Regions from separate parts of the Gossypium hirsutum genome. Here region 2 is linked to region 1. The links are chromatin contacts, called in public Hi-C maps. All regions are on one chromosome and are shown on one strand. Each heading gives the region's core, a stretch centred on a gene start, on an enhancer-like site or on the middle of the called end of the contact. The rest is flanking DNA. Distances are from core to core; before and after follow the strand shown. Region 1 has its middle 16 kb from the start of LOC107945895. Region 2 holds the start of LOC107945928 (external alternative NAD(P)H-ubiquinone oxidoreductase B2, mitochondrial).

Region 1 (7,109 bases), core at 1,101-3,600:
ATCCTTATATATTTACATTTAAATTGATAATGTTAAAAACAATCTGTTTGCTTGAAGAAAAGAAATATTTAAATATTTATAAAAATTCAATATCAAACTCAGATTATTAATATAATGATATTCTATCAATTTTAGTGAAGTTGTATAGTATTTTTTTTATTTTTTATTTTGTAAATTAGTTAAAATAAAATAATTGTACAATAAGTTGGTTGAGTCTTAACTTTATTAGCATGAGTATTGTTTTCAATCTAGAAGGACATGGGTTTAAATACGCTGAAATGCATTATCCTCCTATTTATGGGTTAGGGAGGGATTATGAGTAATTTTAAGCATTATCTCAAAAATAATATTTACGAACAAAACCTATAATGAGATTGTACAACAAATTATTTTTCTACTAGAGATTACAATATTAGAGGTAAAATAACATATTTACTTGCTTAAAAAACCAAATGTAAATTAAAATAATATTTACTTTATTATATTATATTTTATTATTAAAACTTAAATCTAAGAGTGGAACCATTTTAAATATAACTAAAAAAAGAATTATTTTGAAATTTTAAAAACTAACCCAAAATTTATTGTTTCCATATTTGTTCACATTCCTTCTTTTATATTATACTAGTTTTCTTACTCAACAATGCATAGGTTTAGTTGTAGATATTAATTTTATTATTAATGATGGGTATTGAATCCACCAAAAACAAATCTTACACCTAAAAATAAAATATAACAATCTCACAATAAATGTTTTGATAGTGTTTGAATTTCTCACAACTAGTGCACTTTGTGACCAGTTCTACGCCCAACAAACTTGCAATTTTGCATAAAATTAAGGAAGGGGATTAAAGTATAATGAAATTAAATAGAAATAAGAACACAGTAAAATAATAAATAGAAATTGATTTTTTGAAATAAAATAAAATAAATTGAATTGATGAATGTTCCAATCTTGGGTAGGACGTCGATCTTAGTTCCAAAATTGATAACGGACTATGGATGTCTTATTGCTCACTGGTAAATTATTTATAATGATTGAGGATGCCTCAACCACCATTTCTTCTTTAATCTTAAATTAATTGTAGAACCACTAAATGATTAACTCTTACTAAACGACTGTCAATTTATTGATTGTCCATAAAAACCCCAAATCGATATGTTAACTATGGATTTAGAATTTTGAAGTCTCCTATCTATTTTTTACAAAATCAATATAGTGGTGCCAATCCCAAATTGTCAATTATTGTATCGATTTAAAGTTCTTATGCACAATTCATATTATTTCAAAAATTAAATTTTTTTTAAAAAAAAAAAGCCAAAGAAGAGAGAGTGAGAGACAAATGGAAGGCATCCAAATAGTTTTGTAAAAATAAAAATAAAAGGACCTTATAAAATTAAAAAGATTAGGTCCAAAATTTTGGACCTCAAATCATTAGCAGGAAGTGTGTGTATATTTTCAAACTATATAATCAGTGATCATTAACTATATAATCACCTCAAACAATTAGATTTTCTGAGCATTCACATTATCAACAATAATTTTAAGTCAGACTTCATTCAACCTATCAACACCCATGCCATCCTCCTCCAGTACCCTATTTATCTTCATTCTCCACTAATGACTTTGTTAGCTATGTAGTCTTCCTTTTCGCTTCAAATCATCATTCTCCTCTTTCATTTCTGCCAAATCTTATCCGATTTGGAATATGAGTTTAAAATTTTAAATTTTACTTAAATCCATTAGTATTTACAAATAGTTAATCCAAACTCATTTTAGGTCTACTTATATTATTTTTTTTAATGTAAATTTTAATAATTTTTTTAATTAAAATTTTATATAGCCATCTTAACATTTTCTAAGATATACATTACAGTTGCTTATGTATTACTATATATTTAATTTTCATATGTTATAAATTAATAATTTATAAAATTGGTGAGGAATCCACTTATACCGATATAAAACTTAAATGGTTTTACACTCTTTTGTAACTTTTTATACCGATATAAAATTTTAGATGCATGACCAATACAAACATATTGACAATTTCAATGGTTGGATAAATTACGGAATTGTGTAAAACCGCATAAGTTTTAAACTGATTTAAATGGATCCCTTTCTTATAAAAATAATATAATATAAAAAATTATAAAATTTAAAAAATGAATTAAATTCGACTAAACTCAAACCTTAAATATTCAAACCTAAATCCGATTAATATTTTATACGGACTTAAATTTTTACTAATCTAATTTTTCTGGCTTATTTCATCGTACCCCTCCAAAATTTGAACGGCACTTGAAGGACCTCGGGATCACCATAAAGCCCTCTTAGAGCTTCGATAGGCTAAGCCCATTTCACCAATACCAAGATCTGGATAGCCCGTATGAAACGAATTCCTCATACCCATTATCTTTCTAGCTTGTGACAATGATTCTGAATTTCCCATGGCTTGGCATTATGTCTATTAACTACATCATCTTCTTGTTTATTCTGTGATTGTTCATCCATTTGTTGTTGCTTCTTCTATGTATTCCCAGATTGTGCAACGAAATCAAGTCTCCTCATTGCATTGTCTGCATTAGCCATGAACATGTATCTATGAAATCCAAATCTTTTTTGTGGGATACTGAAACAGGAAGAGAAAGTGCTCTCACCGCAAAGCGAACCTTAAAATATCTCCTACATGGGTTTAAAAGTAGTCATTTTCTCCAAATTTATCTCTAAAGAGGAAAAATCTTAATTAAATTAATAAACTTTGATTTAGTGTATCTATGCATATTCCCTTTTTCACTTAATTTGTTGAATAATTAAACAATGAGATTGAATTTAACTAAAGATTTGGGAATGAGATTGTTACTCGATTTATGAGTTTGGTCTGCCGGAATTTTTATTTTACTCTCAAACTCGTTTTCAAAAATAAAAAAATATTTTAAAGTTGTTAAAATTTATGTTTTAGTTATTACTAAATTATTTAAAAGTTTCTGTGTAATTAAAAATTGTTATTGTATAACATTCTCTATTCGTATCGATTATACCAGCCGAAAGTTCTCATTTCCCTTTTTTACTTCAATTCATTTTTTTCACAAAACAACTTTGAACATTGTAAATCTGCAAACCAAAGTCTAAATAGCTTTCCTCTTATTTCTGACACAAATCGACTTGGACTTAAGACATGTTCTTTTACTCATCGATTTGCACTACTCAACCGTACCGATTGTCAAATCATCACTTGAAACTTGCTAGTCAAACTTTTTTTTTTAAAGAAAAAGCCTTAACAACTTAAATAAAAACTTTTAAACAGTATAGTGATCATTTTAAAATTTTTTAAAGTTGAGTGACTAAAACATAAATTTAATAATAATTTAGTGACCTTCAGAATATATTTGAACTAATTTCAAATTATAAGTAACAATTTTATTAAAAAAATAAAAGTAATATTATATCCTAAAAAAATTACTAATAATTAACCTGTAAATAACAAAAATATGAATTTCTTAATATATTTAATAAATTATTTTTTTCTCAGAATTTAATTAATTAAATGTATAAAAAAATAAAGTTCAAAAAGTATTACATTCATATTTCAAATATATATATATATATTGCATTTGAAAATTAAAGCGTGAGTGCTCCACAAATGTCAAGTTTTGTTGCTCAACACTTGGTGGCTTGGTTATTTAAAAGTCTAATTTTAAAACTAGTTTGTATGATAAATTTACAAATTATTTTTATATTTATTATCAAATTAATTTTTAAAATATATATCTGACCTATTAAAAAAATCTTGATATTTTTTAAAACTATTCTCAAACCTATAAAAATTTTAAAATGTTTTATATTTATTCTCAAATCTATAAAATTATTTTTTTTCTGAATTAATACATATAAATGCGATTTTTACATCAATAATATAAATTAAATATCAAAATAGGATAAGGGGATTAATATTCACGAAAAATAGGCAAATACAATAGTAAATAATTGATTTCGCCTGACCAATCGACGGCACCGCTTTCTTGTTAAAAAAAATTAAAATTTTTGGGTGCAGCCTGGCCAACCAACGACACTCGTATATAAAATCCAAAATAAGATTCTTTATAACAGTATACACATAAAAAGAAAAAATATTTTTTTATTGTTGTCGTTGATGTGTCAAGCAACACTCTATTATTTTTAATGAAATATTTTTTAAGTTGAAAAAATACACTGATATAATAAAATTTATCGGGTATTGAAACTCAAACCATAACTGACGAGTAACATTCGCGGCAACCCGATGCTGCCAGGTTGTCGGACGGGTCACACTCGCCTGCAGCACCGGGTTGCCACAGAAGTGACCCGTCAGTCATTGGTCCGAGTTTCATTACCCAAAAATTAAAATACCAGTGTTTTTTTCTTTTCAATTTAAAAAAAAAATATTTTATTATTTTATTATTATTTTTTATTATAAAAGGAGGTTGGTTTGGTCCCCCAACCCCCACACATCAGTTCTTGAGTTGAAGTGAAAAAAAAATTTGAAGCTCCTCCCCTCCCTCGTTCGAAAATTGCAATTAAATTTCTTCACTGGTATTTTAGAATGTTAGTACTAATTGTTTTGACATTTTAATTTTTTATATTACAATTTATTTTGTTTGCTATGGTTTAAAGAATAGTCAAAATTTTTTTCTTTTTAAATAGTTAGTTATTTTATTATAATTTTGTATATTTACTTTTGTTGTTATTTTATTAAGTTTTTTTGTTCTATTTTTGCAATTTCAAAAAAAAATGAAGAATCAATTTTTTGTAGCAATTCATTTTGATTGTGTTATTTTAGAAAAAACCGTTGGTTGTATTTTTGAAACTCGTCAAAAAATCAGAATGAGATCCGATAGGAATGTGTCCATCGGTGATATGAAAGAGAAGGTCAATAGAAAAATTTCCCAGCGTTGTAGAAGAAGGATGCTGAAACTATTTTACAAATTTCTAGTTTCTTTAAATCCTATCAAATTTATCGATATGGGATTTCTAGACGATAACGACGTCAAGACAATGGTCGTATTGTATTTCTCGCTAGGGAGGTTGAACACTGAATTGATTCAGTTATTTGTTGAGCTAGCAGATGCGAAGCCCATTGAAAATGTAACACAGTTAAGTCAACAATATGAAGTTGAAGACTTATGTGCAGAGGTTCCCAAGTCGTCTATGCACGGTTTTGACATCGATCTCAACATTAGATGTTCATATCAATACGGTGGTGGATTATAGATACATCTAGTCGTTATTAAAACCAATACGTTTGGTGAAGATGGAGTCGGTAATAATGATTGTTCTGATCACGAAGGTGAAGATTTTAGTGACCCCGATTTAGATGATGTCCCAGATGATATCGACGACGAAGGACCAGATGATGAAAATGATCACACCCTTTTGGTCGAAAACCCAAGTTACGGTATCGTCATACGACCTATATGTCGATCGTCGATCTGCGTATGCTTTTGAGTTCCCCGAGTATCTGGACATCATACTTGCTCACCTGATGTTACAATATCTTAAATCAAAATAGTTGTTTGTAGGTCAAAAATTCGTGAACAAAGACGAGTGTGTTAGTGCCATCAAGTGTTATAGTTTGAAGGTGTCTGCCGACTACAATGTGGCTAACTCTAAATCAATGATCTATGTTGGTGAGTGTTAGAAGTTGACAGAAGGGTGTAATTGATGGGTAAAAGGTGCATTTATCTAGAGGTCCTAGCAATGGGAGATACAGAAATATGTTGGGTCTCATACACGCACTTCTGCTCGTATGACGTAGGACCACCGCAAGCTTAATTCAAAAACCATTTGCAACTGTATATTGGCAATGGTTAAAGACGACTCTACCATTACTGTATCGGTGCTGATTGTCAATATGCAAGAATGGTTCCATTATCGAGTTTCATACCGGAAGGCATGGTTGGCTAAACAAATGGTCATGGATCAGTTGTACAGAAATTGGGATGCGTCTTCATCAAACTCTAAAGGTGGATTTTCGCAATTCAAGAGTACGTTCTAAGGATTGTTGTTGAGTTGCAGACATTGCCTTATCACTATCGGGGAAACCAACTACATCCGAGGAAAAAAAAATTTCACCGTATGGTTTGGACATCTAGTCCATGCATTCAAGTCTTTCCCCACTATAAGCCGCTTGTGATATGAGACCTAACTGTATAGGAAATATACTCAGATCCTCCTCATTGCGATTGCACAAGACGAGAACCTGAACATTCTACCAATAGCCTTTTCTATTGTCGAAAGAAAAAACTCGAACTCATGAGAATTTTTCGTGGAGAACTTGTAAAGATATGTTGTCACTTAAGACAATGTTTACATAATTTCCAAATCAATCAAAGGGGCTAGTTGCCGCAATTAGGCATTTGGGTGTTTCGTGGAGATCCATCTACTACATCAAGAACATTGCGGTGAACTTCCACAAAGAATTAAAAAATGTGGATTGGTGAAGACAAGTTGTGAACATGGGTAAATTATCTGTCTCATTTTTTTTCCATATGTTTAGAGTTGGGCAAACGACACATAACATGTTGTAACAGTTTAAGGTACGAGGTGGAGCCATATCAATTCAGACGAAGATCGGCTGACCTCAAAGCTGATAAGCATGATCAAACGACTACTACATTACAGGAGTGGTTTGGGAGTATGGAGCCCTAACAATAGGCTCAAAGTTTCTATAACTGTTCGAGATATGGTCATATGACCACCAATCTGGCAAAGGCCATTAATGTAGTATTGAGACATACACGATATCTCCCAATTGCATCTATATTATCAGCTACTTTCTATCAGATGGCCACACCGATGTCGACAAAGGGGTTAGACAAAAAAATCAAATAAATGCGAGGTTCATGCATGTTGAGGTGGTTAGGAAGGCAATGGAAATCAACAGCTGAAAAGCGAAAACCATGAACGTTTAATTATATTCTCAACATTATAAAATGTTTTGGGTGATAGAGATCATCGATTGTTGACCGCGTATCCCACTTAGGTTATACGGAGCTGATCTCCTAAACAAGGGATGCGACTATGGGAAATTTTAGACACTTCATTACTTGTGAGTGCATGTTGTTGCAAC
Region 2 (6,889 bases), core at 3,563-6,062, 110 kb after region 1:
TTCGGTTATTGGTATGGGAGATGTTAGCTTGGTAAGTAACAATGGAACAAAGTTAACTCTCAAGGATGTCAGACATGCACCGGATGTCCGTTTGAATTTGATTTCTGCAGGAAAGCTTGATGATGAGGGATTTTGTAACACCTTCAGTGAAGGGCAGTGGAAGCTGACTAAAGGCTCCTTGGTTGTGGCTCGAGGAAAGAAGAGCTCAAATTTGTACTTGATGCAAGCTTTGACTTCTCAAGAGACGGTGAATGTGACACTGAATGACAACTCAACTGAGTTGTGGCATAAACGACTCAGTCACATGAGTGAGAAGGGGCTTAACTGTTTAGCGAAGAAGAATCAACTTTCAGGTTTAAAGAATGCTACACTGAAGAATTGTACTCATTGTCTAGCAGGAAAGCAGAAAAGAGTTTCATTTAGAAGCCATCCTCCTCATAGGAAATCAGAGTTGCTAGAGTTGGTCCATTCAGATGTTTGTGGTCCGATAAAAGTAAGATCACATGGTGGTGCACTTTACTTTGTGACTTTCATTGATGATTGTTCAAGAAAGCTATGGGTTTACACTTTGAAGTCTAAAAATCAAGTCTTTGAGGTGTTTAAACAGTTTCAAGCATCAGTTGAAAGGGAAACTGGGAAGAAGTTGAAGTGCATTCGTACTGATAATGGTGGCGAGTACACAGGGTCGTTTCATGAGTATTGTCTGCGACAGGGAATCAGACATCAGAGAACACCACCAAAGACTCCACAGTTAAATGGGTTAGCTGAAAGAATGAATCGAACATTGATTGAGAGAGTCAGATGTTTGTTGTCAGATGCAAAGTTACCAAGATCGTTTTGGGCTGAAGCTTTGAATACAGTGACACATGTGATAAATCTGTCTCCTAGTGTTCCTTTGAAAGGTGATGTGCCAGATAGAGTTTGGTTTGGTAAAGACGTGTCATATGATCACCTACGTGTGTTCGGTTGTAAAGCATTTGTTCATGTTCCAAAGGATGAAAGATCCAAGTTGGATGCCAAGGCTCGACAATGCATTTTTATTGGTTATGGTCTAGATGGTGAGTTTGGTTATAGACTCTATGATCCAGTTCAGAAGAAACTCGTGAGAAGCAGAGATGTTGTCTTCATTGAGGATCAGACCATTGATGACATTGATAAGACGGAGAAAGTGGATTCACAAGGTAGTGGTGACTTGATCGATGTGAATCCGGTTCCCCTAGACTCTTCACCAGATCCTATCCAGGATGTTGTGCATGGTGATGTTAGTGGTGACCATCAGACTATAGGTGACTTTGATACTCCCATGGATGATGTTGTGAATGATCAACAACAAGCACCTATAGCTCCACCAGCAGTTCCACTTCGAAGGTCTTCCAGAGATCGACAATCTTCTGTCAGGTATTCTCCTGATGAATATGTTCTTTTGACTGACGGGGGAGAACTTGAATGTTATGAAGAGGCTATGGAGAGTGAATGCAAAGATCAGTGGGTTGAAGCGATGAAAGACGAACTTCAATCCTTGCATGAGAACCATACTTTTGAATTGGTGAAACTGCCTAAGGGCAAAAGAGCTTTGAAGAATCGGTGGGTTTACAGGTTGAAGCAAGAAGAGAAGTCTTCATTTCCACGATACAAAGCTAGATTGGTCGTCAAGGGTTATACTCAGAAAAAGGGGGTTGATTTTGAAGAAATATTTTCTCCGGTTGTGAAGATGTCCTCTATCAGAACTATACTGAGTTTGGCAGCTTGTTATGACCTAGAGGTTGAACAAATGGATGTGAAAACTGCTTTTCTTCATGGTGACTTGGAAGAAGAGCTTTACATGGAGCAGCCAGAGGGTTTTGTTGCACAAGGGAAAGAGGACTATGTGTGCAGATTGAAGAAGAGCTTGTATGGTTTGAAGCAAGCTCCAAGGCAATGGTACAAGAAGTTTGAGTCTGTTATGGGGGAGCAAGGCTACAAGAAGACTACTTCTGATCATTGTGTGTTTGTTAAAAGATTCTCTGGTGATGATTTTATTATTCTTTTGCTCTATGTTGATGATATGCTTATTGTTGGTCAGAATGCTTCTAGAATTGAGAAGTTGAAACAAGAGTTGAGTAAATCCTTTGCAATGAAGGATTTGGGGCCAGCAAAGCAAATTCTTGGCATAAGACTGACACGTGATAGAAAGGCCAAGAAATTATGGTTATCACAAGAGAGGTACATTGAGAAAGTACTTCAAAGGTTTAGTATGGACAAAGCTAAAGCGGTGAATACTCCCTTTGCTATGCACTTTAGATTGAGTGTTAAGCATAGTCCTTCCACAGAAAAGGAGAAGGAAGAGATGCAGAAAATTCCTTACTCTTCAGCCGTGGGTAGTTTGATGTACGCAATGGTTTGCACGAGACCAGACTTGGCTTATGCCGTTGGTACAGTTAGTCGGTTTCTTTCTAATCCAGGCAGAGAGCATTGGAATGCAGTGAAGTGGATTATGAGATATCTTCGTGGCACTTCCAACATGAAACTTTGTTTCGGCAATGAGAAACCTGTTCTTGTTGGGTATACAGATTCAGACATGGCCGGAGACATTGACTCGAGGAGATCTACTTCAGGTTACTTAATCACTTATGCAGGGGGAGCTGTGGCATGGCAATCGAGACTGCAAAAGTGTGTTGCATTGTCCACCACCGAATCAGAGTTCATTGCAGCAACCGAAGCGTGTAAGGAGATGCTTTGGATGAAGAAGTTTGTGCATGAGCTTGGTTTTACTCAGGAGAAGTATGTCCTGTACTGTGATAGCCAGAGTGCTATTCATCTTGGTAAGAACTCAACTTTTCATGCTAGATCTAAGCATATTGATGTGAGGTACCATTGGATACGAGATGTTCTTGAAGCTAAGCTGTTAGAGCTTGAGAAGATACACACTAATGATAATGGTGCTGATATGTTGACGAAGGCCTTACCAAGAGGAAAGTTTGAAGCATGTTGTTTGACCTCCGGCATGGAGGCATTCCCCACATAGTTGGAGGGGGAGATTTGTTGGGTATGGGTCCCACTATGTGGGAAACCCATATTTTCTGGCACAAATGTTTTGCCTTCCTTTTTCTTTTGGTTTTGTCAAAAGCCAATTTTTTGGCTTATTAACGGGAGTGGACAGAAATTTTTCTGCAGAGAGCTAAAGAAAAAATAGAGAGAGAGAATAGAAAAAAATCAGATTTTCAAGCTTGGTGCAGCAGTGATCAACTCTTCGATCGAAGGTCCATCCGTGGTTCGATTGAGCTGATTTTTGGACAGCAGCTAGGTGATAAGGTGTTCTTGACTTTGTACGGTCGGATTTTTCATCCGAGTCTTGTAGCGTCGGAAATACCCATTTTTCAGCAGCTACGTTTTTGGTGATGTTCTCTCATTTTTCTCTCTTTTGCTAAAGATTACATGTTGTTAGCCTTGTCGGTGTTGAATGCTTGTTGTAGGCTTGATATTGTGATCTTGTAGTTGAACATTTGATGATAGTTGAGCTCTTTATCGGACTCTAAAGTCCCGTGGTTTTTACCCTTAATTTAGAGGGGTTTTCCACGTAAAAATATCGGTGTCTCTATTTTTTTTGTTGTGGTTGCATTAGTTGATTTGTGGTTGATTAAGGTTGCTAGAGAACATATCTTGTGCTATTGTGCTTGCCATAATTTTTACAGGAGTTATAAGGAGAGAAAGAACACCGGTTGTGCTTTCGCTTTGTTTCGGTTGTTCGGTTTCTTCCCAACATATATAACTAAAATAAGTTGTTTTAATTTTTATAATTTAATTGGCTCACAATATAAAAATGAATTAAAAATAATATAAATTAGAATTTGAACATGAATATGAATCCATTGACAGGTTAAAATCCATATTTAAAACATTTGATACTTATATTGATTTTAGTATGTTAATGTTGATATTTTAAGAGTGGCCACCATACATTATTTATATTATTTACTTTTAAAAAAAATAAATTGGATTCCATAAATTATGGACCGCTTATTGATTACCAAAAGAGAACATGAAAAATATGCTTTGCGGCAAAGGAAAACATGGAGGTTGTCAGCAATGTTTGTGGTGTGTGTACAAAACAATGACGTAAAGCATGCTAATTGCCGACTTTATTACCACCTTCTATTTGACCACCTAACATTCTGCAATTAACAGCCTGTCCTTTATATGCTCATTCTGTATATGTACTTTTCTCTTCCAATATTACGCCTGCCTTTCTTTCTTTCTTTTTTTTTCCCGCCTTTAATTTTAGGAAGGCTTCATGATTTTATTTTATTTTGATTTCAGTGATTATTAAAATATTTTTTATTTCTTGATATTTAACACGTTTTATTTATGGTTCAAAGATTAAATTTTAATTTTTATTAAAAATTTAAAATTCTAATTAATTTGTTTTTTTAGTATATGTCATTATCATGAATTTTTAAAATGTCAATATAAGAGTTTTTTTAGACAGCCAATATAAAAAATTTAATTAATTAGAATTTTAAATTTTAAATTTTAAATTTTAAATTTTGAATTTTTAATAAAATAAAACTTTTAGAATAACAAGATTATGATTTGAGTGAATAAAATTTTATATATAAATAATTAATTCTAAAATAAAATGAAGCTTTTAATGAAATAATAAAGACAAAGAAAATTACTGTATTTTAAATTCAAATTCATATTTTTTAAAATTTTACATTATTTTAAATGACAAAAATACCCTTTATTGTTTTATAAAAAGAATTGATTGTTAAAAGGAAATCAATATATTACATATGATTTGTAATTTTTTTTTGGGGGGGGGGTGGGGTTCAAAACCCTAATTAGGTTCAACGGTCTATCCAAGAAAAAAACATGAATCATTGAAAAATCTCTTAAATTAAAGAAAGAGAATAAGAAAAAATAAATTCCGAGGATTGATGGATCCAACGGACACAGGTTTTTCACAGAGACGTAGCGGTCATAATGTAGTGACGGCGGCGCAATTAAGGATCCAGATACTATTTAATATTTAATTCATTAAAATATTTTGACCAAAAATTATATAATAATGATTCCATAAATATAGTAGCACATTGCCGCCTCTGCCTTGCTCTCCAAGTCATTGAAAAAGAAAGCGAGGTAGTAAAGACCTGGAACCATCGTGTGACAACGCCACGAACCTCGCGTTTCTCATCTACTCTTTTTCTTTTTTTTTCTTCTTCTGCCTTTTTGTATTTTTAATACGTAACCGCTTTCTCTGTGATTTTCCTCCAGTTTTCTTGGTTCATATAGGCTAAACAAGTAAAAGAACAGATCTACAGAGCACCAAGATGAGGAACTTCAACTTCTTCGGGAGACTATCCAGGGCTTTTAATGATTATCCTTCTCTTTCTAAGGTCATCGTCGTCTCTACTATCAGGTGCTTTTTTCATTCCTTCTTTCTTTCTTTTTTTCCCCCATTTTTTAAGCATTTTTCTTGTGTTTATAACTTTATATACAAATATTTTATTTGCTTTTTGGTTCTATGAAGTTGTTAAGCATGACCTGAGTGCCTCTTTGTGTTTCTATTTTTTTATTATCATAGATTTAGTTTCTTAATATTGATTTGTGGTTCATGCTGTTTTTTGTTTGTAGATTCTCTCTGCATTTAGATAGGCGATTGTTTTTAGGCCCATCTGATGAATGATGTTTTTTTTTTTTGAGATTTTGAGCTGAAATTTGGAATATTGAAATGCTCTGTCAGAAGTCTGAAGAACAGAGCAAATATGTTTTGAATTATAGGGAGGAAGAGAACTGTCATCTCTGCCTAAAGGCCGGTGTCAGTGAATTATGCACGCTAGGAAAATTGAAGCTTTATTTGCTTCTTTAAAATTGTAAAGGAAATGGGAAAAGATCTAAAAATTTGTCCTGTTTGAATGTATCTGCAAAGTTTAGGAGCTTGAGTGCGTAATTTATTAATTTCTCAAGATTAGTTAAAAACGAACTGTATGTTTGAAACTTTCCATTAAGCATTCTCCTTCAGCTCTAAGTCTATTGCATTTTTTTGGTGCAGTGGTGGGAGCCTTATAGCTTATGCTGAAGCAAACGCATTCAATGGCAGTAAGGGCCATATTGCTCATGCTGATGCGGTGGCATCTAATGATGACCGTCGAATTGCTTCATCTGAACAAGTTCCCAAGAAAAAGAAGGTGGTGCTGCTTGGAACTGGTTGGGGAGGAATGAGTTTCCTGAAGAGCCTGAATAACACTAATTTTGAGGTGCAGGTTGTTTCTCCTCGTAATTTCTTTGTGTTCACCCCATTGCTACCAAGTGTTACATGTGGCAAAGTAGAAGCCCGCAGCATTGTTGAGCCAATTCGCAACATCATCAGAAAGGTAATGTGGATTTGTCAATGAAAATAAGATCTTGTATATTGTGGAAATCAGAAAAAACCAATTCTAAATGAATTCTGATGATGGTTTCCTGTTTCATGCTTGAGCAGAAAAATGTGAACATCAGTTACTCTGAAGCTGAATGCGTAAAAATAGATCCCAATAATAAGAAAATTTACTGTCGCGCTACTATAGACAGCCATTCAAAGGGGGAAGAAGTGTTTGCGGTAGACTATGACTACCTTATTATAGCTGTGGGAGCTCAGGTTAACACCTTTAATACCCCTGGTGTCATGGAAAATTGCCATTTCCTAAAGGTAAGCTCTGTTTCCGTGCTTTATTTAGTATTGGGGAAACATGTGATAGAAACCATTTTCGCTTCTCTTAATACCATTATGTTTGTTTTGTTTTGTTTTCTTTCATTCTAAGCAGCAAGATTCTTTGGGCAGGAAATTGATGATGCTCAGAAGATTCGTAAGAATGTTATTGATTCCTTTGAGAAGGCAAGCTTACCAAATTTAAGTGATGAGGAGAGAAAA

What was found. Hi-C and Micro-C count contacts between places; a contact is called where the count stands out from the background.
Region 2: a Hi-C map of leaf shows a contact between it and region 1, with 4 times the contacts expected there. The contact joins the promoter of LOC107945928 here to the enhancer-like site in region 1. A contact is called at or near these places in 12 of 34 Hi-C or Micro-C datasets (anther, callus, hypocotyl and 1 more).

Annotation. Positions count from the first base shown.
Region 1 is chrA06:91,736,736-91,743,844 of Gossypium_hirsutum_v2.1, forward strand. No RefSeq gene overlaps it. Among protein-coding and RNA genes, the nearest start is that of LOC107945895, 16 kb to the left of the region's middle. Within about 2 kb of position 2,351, at least 1 of the 9 cell types and tissues checked has an H3K27ac peak or open chromatin away from gene starts, as enhancers often do. A contact at or near this core is called in leaf, where this site is marked.
Region 2 is chrA06:91,846,744-91,853,632 of Gossypium_hirsutum_v2.1, forward strand. LOC107945928 (external alternative NAD(P)H-ubiquinone oxidoreductase B2, mitochondrial) reads left to right here and starts at 4,813. Exons shown (of 11, transcript XM_041115686.1): 1 at 4,813-5,118; 2 at 5,254-5,398; 3 at 6,032-6,353; 4 at 6,461-6,667; 5 at 6,800-6,889. The coding sequence starts at 5,310.